2 separate regions of the Zea mays genome follow, and region 2 is linked to region 1. A link is a contact called in public Hi-C data. All regions are on one chromosome and are shown on one strand. The core of a region is the stretch at or near the end of the contact, and the rest is flanking DNA. Distances in the headings are between cores, read along the strand shown.

What was found. Hi-C and Micro-C count contacts between places; a contact is called where the count stands out from the background.
Region 2: a Hi-C map of root tip shows a contact between it and region 1, with 4 times the contacts expected there. The contact joins the promoter of LOC100278084 here to the promoter of LOC118476640 in region 1. A contact is called at or near these places in 16 of 25 Hi-C or Micro-C datasets (bundle sheath, ear, endosperm and 5 more) and 2 of 3 datasets of contacts at active chromatin or transcription factors (leaf and seedling).

The regions. Positions count from the first base shown.
Region 1 is chr3:22,433,908-22,440,170 of Zm-B73-REFERENCE-NAM-5.0, forward strand. It overlaps LOC118476640 (transcription factor Maf), which reads left to right and starts at 4,829. Exons shown (of 5, transcript XM_035966163.1): 1 at 4,829-5,193; 2 at 5,271-6,038; 3 at 6,113-6,263.
Region 2 is chr3:22,627,734-22,633,505 of Zm-B73-REFERENCE-NAM-5.0, forward strand. It overlaps LOC100278084, which reads right to left and starts at 1,330. Exons shown (of 1, transcript NM_001151477.2): 1 at 458-1,330. The coding sequence starts at 1,156. The coding sequence ends at 599.

The sequences.
Region 1 (6,263 bases), core at 3,579-6,078:
GAGCTGTGGGTCATGGCCCCCCGCCTGAACGGGGACCACAGCTAGCTCCCGTGGGATGTCAACGCGGGGCGCCGGTCTAGGGAGGTCATCGTCCTCCGGCATGCCGAGATGATTGCCTTCGGAGGGACCCCCTAGATCGACGTGGAAACATTCGCGGCTTGGGCCGCAGCCCTCGTCGCCGAGGCTGCGGCTACCGTCGGAACAGTCGGAGAGGCAGTAGTCACATGCGGTCATGAAGTCCCGCATGGCACTGGGGTTGCCAAGTCCAGAGAAATCCCAACGGATGCTGGGCTCGTTGTCTTCCTCGGACCCAGAGGGCCCGTAGGTCGAGACGTCCATCAGCCGGTCCCAAGGCGACCACATGCGAAACCCCAGATGGTTTGGACTTGCCTCTACGAGAGCGCCCGCCAAAGCACGGTCGCTAGGCGGGTTGAGGCTGAATCCAAATGACATGGGATGGGAATCGGTCGGTACCTCTTGGTCGACGGGCGGCGATAAAGTCACGTCGGGGACTGACTGCACCGTCGTCTCAGGTACGAGGGTGACATCCAGCAAGCTCTCCGCGAGCGCGCTGGCGTCGTCCGCTTGCTCGGGATTGGCGTGTCGCGGGGAGACGGCTCTCGTCTTCGTCTCAAGCGCGAAGTCGATACCCGGTGCGCCCCTCGTTGGGGTGCCGGGACTGTCGACTCGCTCGACAATCGACGAGGCGTTGCCTCCTGCTTGGCCTTGGTCGCCTGCCTTCCCCTCCGTCGGCGGGGGAAAGGGCAGGATGAGCTCGAAGGTTGTTCTTCCACCACGCGGGGAAGACGTCGTCGATTCCGCCGCCGGCGGGCGGGCTGTCGGCCGCCATTGTCGTTGTCGCGCGGCGGTGGAAGGAGTATCATGTCGTAGCTGCCGTCGAGGGACATGAACTCAAGACTCCTGAAATGGAGCACCGTCCCGGGTTGGAGAGGTTGCTGGAGACTGCCCATCTGGAGCTTGACGGGAAGTTGTTCGTCAACACACAGCAGGCCCCTACCTGGCGCGCCAACTGTCGACGTTTCGAGACCGGGGGGTCCCTGGGCCGACGAGTGAATGTCGTCGCGTGCTCCAGCCCAGATGGGTCGAGCGCGAGGGCGAGCGCGAAGGGGGGAGAGCGAGGCGGCCGGAGACCGGCGTGAGAGAGGTGGGAATCCCGCGGCCTTCGTGTTCGTCCCGCGCCCAGGTCGGGTGCGCTTGCAGTAGGGGGTTACAAGCGTCCACGCGGGAGAGGGAGCGAGCGGCCCCAAGCGAGCGCCTGTCTCGTCCTCGTCCCCGCGCGGCCAACCTTCTCTAAGAGGGCCCTGGTCCTTCCTTTTATAGGCGTAAGGAGGGGATCCAGGTGTACAATGGGGGGTGTAGCAGAGTGCTACGTGTCTAGCGGAGGGGAGCTAGCGCCCTAAGTACATGCCGTTGTGGCAGCCGAAGAGATTTTGGCACCCAGCTGGTGTGATGTCGTGGCCGTCGGAGGAGCGATGGAGCCTGGCGGAGGGACAGCTGTCGGAGCGGTTGAGTCCTTGCTGACGTCCTCCTGCTTCCGTAAGGGGGCCGAGAGCCGCCGTCGTCACAGAGTATGGGGGGCGCCATCATTGCCTATCTGGCGGAGCGAGCCAGATGGGACGCCGGTCTTGTTTCCTGCGGCGCGTGTCAGCTCGGGGTAGGGCGATGATGGCGCCTCCTGTCGACGTGGCTGGCCTACGCCCTGGGTTGGGCGATGTGGAAGCTCCTCCGAAGCCGAGGTCGAGTCTGTCTTCCGTGGCCGAGGTCGAGTCCGAGCCCCTGGGTCGGGCGAGGCGGAGGCCGTCGGCTGAGGCCAGGGCAGAGTCCGAGCCCTGGGGTCGGGCGAAGCGGAGTTCGTCGTCTTCTGGGGCTGAGCCAGAGTCCGAGCCCTGGGTCGGGCGGAGCGGAGTTCGCCGTCTTCCGGGACTTAGCCCGAGTCCGAGCCCTGGGTCGGGCGGAGCGGAGTTCGCCGTCTTCCGGGACTTAGCCCGAGTCCGAGCCCTGGGTCGGGCGGAGCGGAGTTCGCCGTCTTCCGGGACTTAGCCCGAGTCCGAGCCCTGGGTCGGGCGGAGCGGAGTTCGCCGTCTTCCGGGACTTAGCCCGAGTCCGAGCCCTGGGTCGGGCGAAGCGGAGCTTCCTATGGTGCCTTCGGCCGGGCCTGACTGCCTGTCAGTCTCACTCTGTCAAGTGGCACCGCAGTCGAAGTGGCGCAGGCGGTGCTGTCCTTCTGTCAGGCCGGTCAGTGGAGCGGCGAAGTGACGGCGGTCACTTTGGCTCTGCCGGCTGGGGGGCGCGCGTCAGGATAAAGGTGTCAGGCCACCTTTGCATTAAATGCTCCTGCGATTTGGTCGGTTGGTGCGGCGATTTGGTCAGGGTTGCTTCTTAGCGAAGGCAGGGCCTCGGGCGAGCCGGAAATATATCCGCCGTTGGAGGGGGGCCTCGGGCGAGACGGAAATCCTCCGGGGTCGGCTGCCCTTGTCCGAGGCTAGGCTTGGGCGAGGCGTGATCGAGTCGCTCGAATGGACTGATCCCTGACTTAGTCGCACCCATCAGGCCTTTGCAGCTTTATGCTGATGGGGGTTACCAGCTGAGAATTAGGAGCCTTGAGGGTACCCCTAATTATGGTCCCCGACATTTGTAGTTGAAAACTTTTTTATTTGAATTAATTTACTGGTTTTAAATGTGATTTTTAAATTGTCTTGTCTAGTGTTGGAAAAAAGCACTCGGCAAAGAGCTCTTTGCCGAGTGTTATATTTTTGACACTCGGCAAAAAAAGCTCTTTATCGAGTGTAAAAAAAACTATCAGTGTGTATGCAACTATGTTTTTTATGTCACTGAAATTATCTATAAAATTATCACTGTGTATCAGTGTATGCAGTTGGCTTGATGTGAGACAATAAGCTAAACCCACGGGTTTTCCATGGGTTTCCACCCAATTACGGGTTGGTTTGGGATCAATAATGTTATTGGATGGGTTGGGTTTAACTTTCTTCTAGTATTTTTGGTTAGGTGTGGGATGGATATCAAAGTAATTAGATTTGGGTATGGGTGGGAATGGATTGGATTTTTTACCATTAACAGGCCTAACCACACGACCAACCATGCATATAGTAGGGGGGTTAGCCGAGCCGAGCCGAGCCGTTCAGGCTCGCGAGCTATGACAAATTAATTAATTTACAAAATAACAATGATTATTTGATGATAAATTTGTGACAATTTATAATTTAGATTACTCGTAAATATTGAAATGATGATTTTATATTCTATATTTATATAATTTTAATTATTTTATAATATAATAATATTTATCAGTTACGGCTCGTGAGTCGAGCCACATTTTTGAGCTCGTGCAATGGACGAGCCAAGCTCGAACAGCCACCTAGCTCGTTTTCAGCCCTACTTGAGAATTCAGATCATGCATGATGGGCAGGCCGATGTCATGAATGATGCTCCCGCTAGCTAGTAACCGGAATTCAGGGACGGCGCTAGCTGCTCCCACATGCCCCCCTCCCCCCGGACCGGTACCGCTCGGTGCTCTAGCTAGCTAGCCGAGCTTGTCTTCATGCATGGGCGTTTCTTCAGAGCGCTAACGTAACAAAGATGATGGACGCACCAGCCCCTACTGGGCAACTGGCTGACATATATCAGTCACCTGAGGCTGCCGCCCTGAATTTACACCGCACACCAGCCAGTGAGAGACGATGACGACGACGACGACATCCTTTCTGAGTGCAAAATGTTGCTATATGCTAGTACGTACTACTGACATCGATCGATGCGAGGCCAAACCATTTTACATGCATGCATTACAGTTGCGGCGCGCAATAATTCGCGGCCCGTTCTCTGGTTCTGGTCCAGCGTTGCAGGAAAGCGAAGGAAGGCACGTATGAATAATAATTGAGCGCGTCCACGAGGCGGCAACTATGATGTGCCGCGCATTTTCACGACACGTCACGTTCAGAAAGACGATGAAGAGCGGCCTCTGTTACACAAGTAGCAGCTGATAATCCGTTTTGGTTTTATATATCAGAAATCCTTGCTGAGTTTCTCGATCCAGCTGGGTGCTCCTCTTGCGTTGCGTTGCAATTGCATTGTTAACCTTTTCGCATGCATGTGGAAGGAATTGAAGGGGGAATGGGTAGAGCTCCCTTGTTTCTCGTTCTTCTTGCATGCTGATGCTGCCATGCATGGCTGTATGTGTTTCGAGCGCGCATGCATGATTTGGAGGAATGTTCATGAGGAAGATTATTGAGCAGAAACATCATCGGTCACCCATGCCCCCATGTTTCCATCCATCCAGTTTGGGAGAGATAGTGACCAAAGAGGCCGCCCCCTCCCCCATCATATTCTGCTCCCAGCTACTTAACTACTCGGAGTCGGAGTCCCTGTCGACGTCTCGCCACACAGCGTAAGCAGTGGGTATATTATTATTATAATATATGGAACCAATCTGGCACAGCAATCCTCCCTCTCTTTTCTTTTCTTTTTCACATATCAAAAGATGCGAGCTCTTACGTCGATCGCCGTTGCATACTTGAAGCAGTCTGAATGTCTGATGTTGTGGTCGCTAGAAGATTTTGGATCGAATTCTTCATCCTAACGACAGCACGATTACACATACTCCCACGGCATGGCATGCATATGTACGTATGTGAGCAGAGACAGTTACTGGCTAGTCGTGGCTACACGCAGGGGCGGATTCAGGCCTGGGGCCACTAGGGCCCAGGCCCTACTCTTGGGCCGAATAATTATGTAACAGTACAGCCCAACTAATTTGGTTTAGGGTTTGGGAAGCTTGGGGCCTTACCGTTACAGGCGGCGGTGCAAGCAAGCAGCCAGGCGCGTGCCCAGGCAACGCAGCCGCCAGCCGAGCAGGAGCAGCGCGCGCCCGAGAAGCAAGCAGGAGCGGCACGCCGGCAAGCAAGCAGTTGCAGGCTTGCAGCGCGCGCGCACCCGAGCAGCGAGCGGCCAAGCGACTGGAGCGAGAAAGCTGCAAGCAGCAGGGCAGCAGGCCGCCGTCCGCTGGCTGGCTGGGCATTTGGGCAAGCAACCGAAGCAATCAGCCAAGGAGGCAATCAGGCAAGCAATTAAGCAAAGCAAGAGCGGCCAGCAAGCAGCGATTTGAGTCGCGCAACAAGCAAGCAGACCAGCGCAGGCGCAGCAAGCAGCAAGCAGGTCTGTTTTTGTTGTTTGACACTGAGAAAACATATTGTGTTTGTGTCTAATTACAGTGATTTGTGTTACAATTACAGTGTACAATATGAAGAGAGTTCGAACAATTGCATCATTTTATCAAGTCGCGTCAAATCAAGAATCGAATGAAATCATTCAAAACGTACAAATTGGGACTAATTTGGATGAAAATGAAAACAATCAAGAATCACTAGATGTTGGGACTGCACAAAATAATACGGAATCAATAGATAGTGAGATTGTTGGTGATCCTGGACTTCGAAAACCAATTGAAGAGTTAGATGTGAACATTCGAGATGTTGTTAGAAGAGAGTATTTATTGTTAGGCCCTTGTCAACCAAAAGGTCACATATTTCCCAAGAAGCGAATAGGAGATAGACAAAGAAGTTTTCAGGAATCATGGTTCAAAAAGCATGAATGGTTGGAATACAGTGTTGCTAAAGATGCGGCCTTTTGCTTTTATTGTTTCCTTTTCAAGCAACCAAGAAGGGAAAACTTTGGTGTTGAAAGCTACACTGGTGCGACAGGGTATAACAATTGGAAGAATGCGATTAAGTCATTTGATGTACATGTGGGTAACATTGATAGTGCTCATAATAAGGCTAGAAGATGTTTTGATGATTTTAAAAATCAAAGACAGAGTGTGTCACATGTAATGTCACAAGTTGTATGTTGACATCACCGGAGATTCAAAAGCAAATTTGTGAGGCTTGTGCAGAAGAGACCAAAAAAGTCATCTTAGCTGAAATTGGGGATAAGAAATTTGCTATAATCATCGATGAGGCCCGAGACACATCTATCAAGGAACAAATGGCTTTGATTTTGAGGTAAGTTATTGTTGTAATTATTAAATTTTTATAAACAGTGCTGGTAATTTTTACTGATTTACTTTCCCATGTAGATTTGTCAACAATCAAGGCCAGGTGATTGATAGATTTCTTGGAATTGAACATGTTACAGATACAAGCTCATCTTCACTTAAACAAGCTTTAGATGGTATGCTCTCTAAACATAATCTCTCTATAAAAAACTTACGTGGGCAAGGATATGAT
Region 2 (5,772 bases), core at 80-2,579, 190 kb after region 1:
CAAATAACCCCCTAAAACACCTTAAGAGCTCCCACATTAAATACCACTGTACATGCCCTTAACTTAATCTCGTTCCCAGGCAAATGTAAAACAGTTTCCTGCTCATGGTCAACCGTAGCAGCCAGAATTATTCTTCCCCGTCTAAAAGGTTGCGAAAATTCGCGGACTCTTCCAATTCCAATTTGGAGTGCTGGATCCTTGCAAGTATTTTTTCCAGATAACAATTCATGAAAACATTATTTTTTTCCTCTCAGTATAATCGCCCACCTCCATCTGTTTTTTGAAAACTTGTCGGCATCTGTCTTTTGCTTCACTGTTTATTATTTTTATTTTAATAGCTTTATGTATGTACTCGCTTCCTCTTATTTTCTTTTTCTATTAAGCGAGAGGTAGATTCCGAGGGCAAACAAAAAAAAGGGAGGCCATTTCCAGAACCTTCCGCCTATCTGAAATCTTATCTTCCCAAGTTTTGCACGGCTCTGTTTTAACCCTCCTAAGAAACTTTACATTCAGGTTAGCCAAAAGGTAAAAATAAAAACGAGAAAAAAAGATAGGGGCTAATCCCCTGGGTGCGGCCGCACGCACGGGGGACGCGTCATCAGACGGCGGGCATGGACTCGTGGCGCAGCGCCGCGAGATCCGACGGCGCGCACGCGTCGTCGCCGAACGCGAACAGGCCGGCGCCGAAGACGTCGTCGTCCCACGCGGCGGCGGCGGCGGCCGCGGCGGCAGCCTCGGGCGAGTAGCCACCGAAGCCTCCGTCGATCTCGTCGTCGAAGCCCCAGATCTGGCCGTAGAGCGCGGCGGCGGGCTCCGGCGGGCCGGCGAGGCCGGCCTCCTCCGAAGAGGCGGCGGCGGCGGATCCCGCCGGCGGCAGCCCCAGCTCGTCGTCCGAGGCCTCGAGCAGGAACCCCAGCTCCGGCTGCTGCGACGGCGCCGCCTCCGCGGCCTCGTCGAAGCTGGCTATCTCCTCCTCCAGGCTCCGCATGACGGACGCCAGGTCGCCGGCGGCCGCCGCTTCGGTGTCGTCGTCGAGCATGTCGAGCAGGTCCTGCGGCCGCAGCCTCTTGGCGTCGGCCTCCGGCCACACGGCCTCTCCGGCGGCGGCGGCGAGGTCGACCGCCTCCCGCGCCCGCTTGTGAGAAGAGGTCTCCATGGAATAAGTTGGAGGAAAGGAAGCGACTCTCTCTCTTTTCTTTCTTTTCTTGCTCCTCCTTCCTCTCGCTGTGTATAGTACACGACGTAGCAAGCAAGCCAAGGCAGGCAGCTAGCTAGGCCAGGCGAGACGAGCGCGTTAACGCGAGGGCAAAGACGGAAGAGTACAAAAAGCGAGGTGTTGTGCGCAGCGTCGCCGAGTTCGGGGCCACCTTATATAGCGTTGCACGCGGTGGGCGGCTCTGCGGACGACGTTTCTCGCAGGGGGGTTTCCGGAAAAAAGTTTGCTCGGGCGGTTTTGGTTTGGTCGCCAGTGCGGTGGTGCATCGAGGTCTATAGTTATCAGCTCAGGTACCTCCCGGAGCTGGCGGGCGGGCGGTGTAGTTTGAGAGTTTCGTCGGGTGCCAGAGGTATTGTCCACACGCTCCCGTGGCGGCCCGTTGATGCGAATAACCAGAGCAGGCACCATACCATGGACGACCGCTCGAGTAGTCGAGTCTCGTGTTCCAGGCTTCCAGCCAGCACTCTCGCCCCGCTGGCGTCAGACCTCAGAAGTGCATTTTTGTTCGGTTGCCTATTTTCTCTCGCCTGCTTTTGTGCCTTTGCTGGTAGGTGACGGCAGTGCTTGTTGAGTATAATTCTTCAAACCTGAACGTGTGGCTGCGTATAGATTCAATTGAATACAGACCGGCCCAAGTTGCAGTTATATTTCCGTTACCTATGAGTGATTTCTGATATTTTGAAACCTTGTAAGGCCTTGTTCGTTTCTATCGGATTGGTGGGTCGGAACGATTCCTGACCGGATTGGTTCTCTAATTTATATAAACTTTGATTAGCTGGAATTATTCCGGGTGCAATCCGATGGAAACGAACAAGGCCTAAATGAATTTAAAAAATGGCATGGACGGGGATGTGTGCGTGTCTGGCTGCCTGCCTGCGTGAGGCTTGCCATCCCATCTGGAAGTGCGTGGGCGTGGCCGCGTCTCCGTCCGCGCGCGCCTGCCTGCCTGCTTTTATTTGTCCACGCCCTGGACTGGATGGGTGGATTGGGGCGTGTGTGGTGGTTGAACGGCGACGGCCTGCAGCGGTCCAGTCAGTCTCCCCCCTTCGATATTTCTGGCACTGCTTTTTTTTAAAACCTTTGAAAAGCCACCTGTGTGTCTGGCTGGCTGTACTGGTCAGTGGCGATCTTTATCCCGGGCGGCGGGTCTCTTTTTAGTCAGGCCGACGAGTTGGACCCAGCTATATTTTTTAAAAAAAAGGTTTATTCTCTCCCATCTGGAAAAAGATTTCGAGGGCGTGCCTGCTCGGTGCGGACAATAATAACTGGGTGAAAAGATGTTGGTTCTGAACCTCACAGAATTTCATTATTAATTTCATTTTCTTTTTTTTGTCGCCGCATGCACTGCTACGCATATAGCACTACTCAATAACAAAATTTATAAACTAAAGAATTATATAGCTACTACTAAGGGGAAAAGTGCATATCGGTTCCATTCCTGTAAATTCTGCATTTGGGAAGGGCTGTGCCTTGAGATTCGACGCGCGCCGTACGCAATGAATGACCGCAGTTCCGGGGACCGGGAGCCAAGCCAACCCGACCCGGTCGACCCGAATGTACGGTGCGCCCAACCACCCTTTTTATTTATTTAGGGACAAAGGCCACGCTCCGAAGCAAAGCAGGCACACCAAGCATGTGACCCAACCGTCCCGAGCATCTGCGAGGCCCGGCTTCTCCCGGGGTGCGCGGCGCAAAACGGGGTGGGCCACACGAATTGACCCGGCTAGGGGCACTTTTGCGAATACATCTAAGTAACCGGGAGAGGCGCGGGATAACGAATCGTGGCGGGGGGGTCTTTACGCAAAAGGCGCGGGAGCGTCGAGATCGGGATTCTGGGGCCAACAGTCACGGGCGCGTTGCCTTTTTTTTCTCTCTCCATTTCCCACCCCAGTTTCCTGATTTAAATTCGATTCCTGGGTTCCGCTATCAGCTGCGGTTCAAGTCCGGCGCCTGCGCGATTCGCGTCCGCGACCGGAGCCGACAGCGATTTGCCTTTTGCTCGGCTTGAGCCGGCGAACCGTCAGCGGCTCGCCTTCGGATCTGGGTAGCCCGCTCTCGGTGTGTGTTTGCGTTGGGGCTACTGTACTTGCTTGGCCCCGGTCCACGTTTAGCCAATTAGCCGGCAGTAGTTTCATATTGTTCCGGTTTTACCGTTGCTGCGTTGGGGTTCCTGTGTTCCACTTACCAAGGCGGGGAACTTGACCTTTCAACGGCGGGGCTAAAGACGCGGTATAATACAAGCAACACCATTTGTTTTCAATTAATTAACTGGCTAAACTAATAAATCTAACGAGTTAATAAAATAAGCAGAAACTTTATTTACTTTCATCTTCAATAGTTTACTATATTAGCTTTATAAACGATATTTTTATTAAAAATCATCGATTTTGTCTACCAAATCTATTTTGTTTAATAAATCAAATCTTAGCATATAGTGGTGCTGACGCTACGATCTCGATGAGGGAGGAGAGGAGTCGACGTCGACGTGAGTGAGGAGGCTCGGGTGCTGGGTCGCGGGAAAGGGAGAGAGGGATGGATGAGTGATCATCTAAATAATATTATCCATTGGATTTGAGTGAATAAGAGCAACTCTAATAGAGGCCCTAAACTCGTGGACAATTTAAAATATACGGCCCGAACAAGAAAAAAGAGGTCCAACAGGAACCCTATTTTAATGACATTCATAAAAAAAATTAGGGACCAATATCACAAGCAGTATATTTGAGACCCACGTAGGAGCGCCCCAATACTGTTCCCGCTTATCTCAACTCCCACGGAATTTTCACCTAGCAGTTTCTTTCCTTTGCTGCCGTCATCTTTGAAGTCCCGATCCTGCTATGACCGCCATCCTGCAGATCCCCTGGTACGTCGCCCGTACTACGTCGAACTACTCCTTCGTTCCCTTGTTCTACTGATCCCGATCTGGATTTGACGGCAGACTCGATGGATGGTCGGCCTCCTTCCCCCCTGTCACGGCCGACGGCGAAGAATCAACGTTTATCTTTGAATAGAGTTCTTGATGCAATCTGCGGTGGTTCCCAGCCCGCCCGTGGCGCGTCTCGCCAGGGTCCCGCACTGGTGTCTCGCCGTCGGCCATCAAACGTTGCTGGCGACCATCGCTCTGCATCACAGGCGACACACCAAGCTCCTTTGCCGAACATGGATAACTACAGGTGTGAGATACGTATCTCAATATGTAATATCTAATTCATCTGAATGCATTGTTTTTCTGAGCTTATTTTTTGTTCGGGTCTGTTTCATTGGAAGATATCACAATCACTCCTCGGTGGAAAGCTTCAATTCAATTGTTCTGTAAATGTATATGAATATGTAAAACCTATTTGTTCTATTTCTGTTTCATTGGCCGATATCATAGTGTCCCCTCGATAGAAATTCTGAAAGTTTCAACTTGTTGTTTGCCTCATTCTATTTATTCAGTGATATTGTAGCTGATTGCAATATCTAAATGGACAGAAGTATTGTGCATCATCATGTAACGTATAGCATGATGCATACATACTGTTGACCTTTTCTTCTACAAGAGGTAGGAATGGACAGTAGTAACGTACAACATCATGTATGTATTCTAATTCAAGAGATTAGTAAACTCCCTGCTATGTCATTTAATATATGCACCATGAATATTTATTCATTTTATCCTAAATCTATGTGACTGTCAAATAAGTTAGTTTATGGCTCCTGGAGGACAGTGGTGTGGTTGTTTAAATGTTTACTCAAATGTTTTGCAGCTCCATGTCACCTGGGTACTTTACTAACCTACTGAACTAGGACAACGACGATGTTTTTATCCTTGATGAAAACATGGGAAACGAATATGAAGTTATGGAGTCCGAGTCCCCACCAGTGAACGACATGATTTCACAGTCAAAACCAAAGGATCGTTCCAAGAATTTCAATGAAGCTGAAGATATATTGTTGATTTCATTATATCTTAATTGTCGGGGACCATAATTAGGGTACCCTCAAGACGCCTAATTCTCAGCTGGTACCCCCCATCAGCAGAAAGCTGCAGAGGCCTGATGGGTGCGATTAAGTTAGGGATCAGTCCATACGAGCGACTCGATCACGCCTCGTCCGAGCCTAGCCTCGGACAAGGGCAGCCGACCCCGAGGGATTTCCGTCTCGCCCGAGGCCCCCTTTAACGGCGGACACATCTCCGGCTCGCCCGAGGCCTTGCCTTCGCTAAGAAGCAACCCTGACTAAATCGCCGCACCGACCGACCGAGCCGCAGGAGCATTTAATGCAAAGGTGGCCTGACACCTTCATCCTGACGCGCGCCCCCCGGCAGAGCCGAAGTGACCGCCGTCGCTTCGCCGCACCACTGACCGGTCTGACAGAAGGACAGCGCCGCCTGCGCCACTCCGACTGCGGTGCCACTTGACAGAGTGAGACTAACAGGCAGTCAGGCCCTGCCAAAGGCGCCATAGGAAACTCCGCTCCGCCCGACCCCAGGGCTCGGACTCGGGCTAAGACCCGGAAGACGGCGAACTCCGCTCCGCCCGACCCCAGGGCTCGGACTCGGGCTAAGACCCGGA